Linked DNA regions of Mus musculus: region 1 is linked to region 2. The links are chromatin contacts, called in public Micro-C maps. All regions are on one chromosome and are shown on one strand. The core of a region is the stretch at or near the end of the contact, and the rest is flanking DNA. Distances in the headings are between cores, read along the strand shown.

Evidence for each region. A called contact is a pair of places that touch in the nucleus more often than the background predicts.
Region 1: a Micro-C map of embryonic stem cells shows a contact between it and region 2, with 3 times the contacts expected there. The contact joins the enhancer-like site here to the promoter of Zfp451 in region 2. A contact is called at or near these places in 3 of 39 promoter capture datasets (3T3-L1-derived adipocytes, embryonic stem cells and second pharyngeal arch cranial neural crest), 4 of 484 Hi-C or Micro-C datasets (embryonic stem cells, forebrain and uterus), 3 of 115 datasets of contacts at active chromatin or transcription factors (bone marrow-derived macrophages, embryonic forebrain and forebrain) and 1 of 9 other capture datasets (adipose tissue).

What each region holds. Positions count from the first base shown.
Region 1 is chr1:33,944,294-33,946,993 of GRCm38.p6, forward strand. All of the region lies in intron 2 of Dst (dystonin), which reads left to right. Among named protein-coding and RNA genes, the nearest start is that of Dst, 37 kb to the left of the region's middle. Within about 2 kb of position 1,293, at least 65 of the 459 cell types and tissues checked have an H3K27ac peak or open chromatin away from gene starts, as enhancers often do. A contact at or near this core is called in adipose tissue, embryonic stem cells, forebrain and 1 more, where this site is marked.
Region 2 is chr1:33,813,261-33,815,960 of GRCm38.p6, forward strand. Zfp451 (zinc finger protein 451) reads right to left here and starts at 1,335. Exons shown (of 15, transcript NM_133817.3): 1 at 1,078-1,335; 2 at 467-550. The coding sequence starts at 1,098.

The DNA.
Region 1 (2,700 bases), core at 43-2,542, 130 kb after region 2:
AGCCTGTGCCAAACAAACAAACAAACAAACAACAACAACAACAGACAAAGGAACAACCAACTAGCCTAGGGAAACACACACACACACACACACACACACACACATATACCTTGCTTCTTGTATTCCATACAATTAAAATTTAAAGTATCTCAGTTTGAGTTAGTGATATAATAAAGAATGGTGGAGCCATATGTTGGAAAATTATTCAGTTAGAAAGATGTGCATTTGAAATACTATCTATCGGAATCCTTGCTAAATCTCTATCAGTCTAGGAAGATAAGTAGGATCTGTGTTACTGCTAGGGATTGTTTTGGAAGGATGTTTTAGAAAGATAGAGCAGGGTCATTCAGACAGATTTTTAGTTCAGACATAAATGGTACATTTATAGGAGGACTTATGTTTTGTGATCAGTATTTTCTGAGCATGTCAGACAGGTAAAAGAACCAAAGTCAAAACCTGTGGAGAGTCTGAAAGAACGTAGGTAGGAGAAACAGAACCCGACAGTGGTGGGGTGGTGGAGTCGGTGTGGGGGTGGAGTTATCATGGCCGTGAACGCATTCTGAGTACGTCAGGCTGAAGAACGCTACAAAAAGTCACACTGGAACAAACTCCAGTCAAGTTCACGAACTGGGGAAGCCAACCAGAGTCAAGGGGTGGAGGTTGGAAAGTTCGTAGTTCTTGCTGGAATATCAGGGAGACTCCAGGGAAGGTTGTACAACATCATGATAGCTTTAGCCACTGCTTCAGACTCAGTAGCATCCTCCCAGGAAAGGGTCCCCCGGTGCAGTGCTTGCTGAGATCTAGGCTGCGCCTCCACAGAGTGCAGAGTGGGCGTGGCATGCTGAAGTCTGTGCCGTGCTCCGCCCAGTGCTGAGGGGGTGTGGCGAATGGAGGGAGAGCAGGAGAACTGGACACTGTAAGGGGCTGTGACAAAAACTCACTGCACAGCATTTCTCAGTGACCGCATTGACCTCCGATTGCCGGGAAGCCTGCGTCCTGCTCCCCGTTTCTCCTCTTTACTCAGAATACATTATCAGCGGCTGTTAGGTCATGGGACAACTCCCTCTGCATCCCCTCCCCCCAGCTTTCTGATAAGTACACCTCCAGAGTAAGCAGATTTTGAAAGAGAATGTACTGCCAGAAAAGCATTTAAGTCTTGAACACAGACCAAATATACACTTCATCTCAGCAGGGGCCAAAAGCTCGTTCCCATAACATAGTCAGGAGCATCAGTCAGCCCTTCCTCTCCTGTGCACAGTGATGGGGCTGGGGCGGTTTGGAGACATTTCTGACCAGCGCAGTGTATGCCGGGACCTCTGCTCTTTGGTTCCTGCATAGCAGCCAGTCTGGGGGGCTTGATAGGGAGTCTTGGCCAAACATCTACCCCTGACTGACTGCTGCTGCCTCCCTTTCATTACCTTTGGGATTTGAAGTCCTGCTCGGAGCTTCAGCACCAAACTTCAGTAGCCCTGATTAACTTCATTCATTGGTAGAGATATTGATGTTTAAAATGTTTAACAACCGGAGTTATTTCATATCGAGTGGTTCTTTCTAGTTGCTAGATCTGGGGCAGGTTGCAGAGCACTGGGGAGTAGGGTGATACAGGAGGACTTGCCGGGGTTTTTTGGGACCTTTACCCCAGTTCCTGTGTTTTATGCAACCATGCCCTTGGTGGCTGTGCAGACCCGGGCCTCTGCGTGCCGCAGGCTTGTCTTGCTGCTTCCTCTCAGTCCAGTCTGTTCTCTGCTTGAGCCAGTGCTACAGTATCTACTCTGTGGCTGAGACTGCCCAAGTTAGGATAGGGCTGGCATCAACCTCAGGAATCTTTTTCCAGAAACAGTCCAGAAATAGGTGGACCTCAAGATGAAGCTGTTCTTTGAGAACAGATATTTGGAGGATGCCCTTGATAACAGACATAGTTGTAAGATTGTGTTGCCACACATCCTCCCTCCCCCACTGTGTTGGCAGTTCAGTTTCTATGTGTTTCCATCTTTTACTTGATCGATCTCTCTCTCTCCTTTCCTCCCTCCCTCTCTCTCTCTCCTTCCCTCCCTCCTTCTTGGTATTTTTTGAAACAGGGTTTCTTTGTGTAGCTCTGGCTGTCCTGGAACTAGCTATAAAGCTAGACCAGGCTGGCCTCAAACTCAGAGATCTGCCCGCCTCTGCCTCCTGAGTGCTGGGATTAAAGTCCTGTGCCATTGCTGCCACCACAACCCAGCTCTGTCTCTTAACCTTATAAGCTTATTTTTGTGTCTTAACAACTCTGAGTGTATAGTGGCCATTGGAAAAGCTGTAAGGATTGCAGCTGAGATACTGAAGAAGTGTTTAGGTCTTTAGTATGACTTCAATTTTCAAAGCCCCTCCTGTTCTTTTGTCTTCGGCTTCCTGTGTCCCTGGCCCCACCTCTCTGCTTGCTTTCCTGCCTGGCTTCTCCCATGATCCTCTTTGTTTCTCACACCTCTCTGCACTGCCTTCTCACTTGCGACAGGCCTTCATGCCTGTTTTTTAAGTGTCATTCATCAAATATAGTCACATCTCACCATAAAATCTTGCCTTTAGCTCCTCCGAGTTTATAGCTGCTGGATCTGGGACAGGTTGCAGAGCCGCGAGTAGGAGCAAGCCGGGTGCCATGGATGTTGTGAACACACCATAAAATATGCTTATTTCCTTCACATCTCATGGTGTCTTGTTTTGGAAAGG
Region 2 (2,700 bases), core at 85-2,584:
CCCAAAGGAACAAATGTAGAAAAACAGCAGTGTTTCAGGTGACACAGGCCTCCCCATTGTGACCAACAATTTTCTGTGATGTAACAAGATGACCTCAGACGTTAGGGAAGTCCTCAGCGATTAGAGGATACATCATGCTAAGATGCAATGTTCTTTGCAGGCCTTACTTCCAACCTCCTGGCATTAACTAGTCCTGTGTGTCTTCTTTCTTGGACAGAAGTTAAGCCCTGGGCAGTACCAGGAAGCACAAAACAATTCGGATGCCTACTCCAATTGTTCAGGTAGCCCCAAGCACTGAGGTATCCCTTAGGGTGAAAGTCCCCAGCATCAGTGTGCGACAGCTATTCGCCATTCATGACTATCTGTTGAGTCTGTTGAGTGATGACTGCCTGTCTGGTGGGGCTTAATCATACAATGGCTTACCACACTTCACTCCAGCAAACCGCGATTGTCTGTCTCTACTTACACTAACAAACTGAATGTCATCTTCGTTTTCATCCGTGGTAGACTCTGATGCCTCGGGCCCAGCTGGTGGGACAGATTCTATTATCTATAAACAAAAGCCAAAACACGCTTATCGATTCAGCCACAAGATCGCAGGAAGAAATTCTCCCCAAAAGGATCGATTAAAGACAAAAGCCCCTGAGGGGAAGCAGCAGGACCAAGCGGAAATCCAGCCCAGGGAACTGCATGGAGGAGGCCGGGCGTGCTAAGCCGTCTTGGAGCTGCAGAGACCTAGCTTCCCAGGCGAGCTGCCACAATTCCCCTCCCCGCCTCTTACAGGGGCAGGGATGCAGGCTCTAAACCCCCGGGGTCGGGGATGCAGGCTTCAAGTACAAGGCCAGCCTGCCTCCAAGCCCTTCTCACCCTCGGGGCTGCGGCTGCTTCGGCTAGGGCGGCCAGGGGCTGGGGGCGGCCGGACCGCCATTGTTGAGGACTCCACGCAGACGTGCACCAGGCCCGGAGGCCCCGCACTCGCCCGAGGCCGCCGCCCGGCTGAGCCCAAAGCTGAGAAGACAAACCAAACCTTTCGGGGTCGGGCTCGGCGGAGCCAAGGCCCGGGCCGCCACCACTCACCTCCGGCCCTGGGTCTCCCATTTCTCCCACGGCCTGTCAGCACCACGCTCCCGCCGCCGCCGCTGCTGTTCCCGACGCCGCCGCCACGACTTCCCTCTCGCCCGGCGCCGCGCGACCCGCCCTGCGTGAGCGCCCACGCAGCTGACGCCTCAGGCCGCGGGGACGCCAAGCTGCCGGACCCCAAGCGCGGCCTCACTGCCGCTAGCTTCCAGCGCCGCTTTGTACGCTCCCCGCCTTCCTCCCGCCCCGCGAGGGATTCTGGGAGTCGTAGTTTCCGCCGGTCTCGAGGCTGACGACCGCGTGGCGGGGAAAGGTGGCGAGGATCCGGAGCTCGGCGCTCATCTGCATCTCCGGAAGATGGCAGGAGGAGGTGGTGAGGGTCTTGATGTAGTTTTGAGTCCACGCCAATTCTCGTTCCGCTGCCGCCTTTCACTTAGAGACACTGACAGGAAAAGAGCCCCACTGGCAACAAGCAAGGCAGATGAAAACATGGAAGACTTTTTCCTCCCAATTACATCTTGGCAAAGCAAGGGCAAGAGCTTATATATGGCATTCCTGAGAGGTCATTAATTCTCGCAGAAGTCTCACAAAGGGGCTTCCTTGTTGTCCACAGGTTCCTGTAAACTAAAAGTAGCATTACTGATAAGGTTCCAGAGGGCTGCCCCTAGCCTTTCCTGTTTCTCCCTTGTTCTTTTCAGGCTAGGTTGAGTTGATAGGTTAATTACTTGGAGAGTGGAACACAGAGGTGTGGGCAAAACAGTCCTAGTAATGTCAGTTAACCCTTTCAGACCTTTAGTGATCATACTGCTATGAAAGCAATGCTCAGTGGTCTTTGTTTCGGGCCAGAAGGAAGGATGGATCGATAGATGGATGGATAGGTTTAAGTGAAGTCCAAGACCTGAAGCACTTGAGCTACTCAATCTCTCTCATGTTTTCTATCTCCCGGTGCTAGTAAATATTCAGTCTCACTCAAGGACCAGAGAGAGGAGCAAGGAGTAAAACTAGAGTACAGAGTTCAGCGGGAAAGTAAAAGCAGCTAAATCCCAGGGGTATAATGTAATTTTTCAAGATACACTTGGACTCTTATAAAATAAAACCGAGCCGGGCCGGTGGTGGCGCACGCCTTTAATCCCAGCACTTGGGAGGCAGAGGCAGTCGGATTTCTGAGTTCAAGGCCAGCCTGGTCTACAGAGAGAGTTCCAAGACAGCCAGGAATACACAGAGAAACCCTGTCTCAAAAAAAAAAAAAAACAAAAAAACAAAAAGAAACCCTGTACCAAAAAACAAACAAAAAAGGTTAAATAGATATTTCCTTTGTCAGTTGCCGCTAGCTACCCTTCTGTGAATGTAAAATGGTTCAGACCTTACTGACAGGGTTGGAGCCTGTGTAGGGTTTAGGGGAGGAGATACTTTTTATATAAGCAAAATTGAAAATTGGACCTGTGATAGAGCTCTCTCTCTCTCTCTCTCTCTCTCTCTCTCTCTCTCTCTTCCCCTCCTCCTCTCCTTTTCCCTCTCCCCCTCCCTTCTCTTCCCCCTTGTCTGGGGTCAGAGATTGGGCTTGCAGGAACAACAGAGAAGCAGCTGGCAGGACACAGGTAAAACAGTATTCTAGGAAAGAAG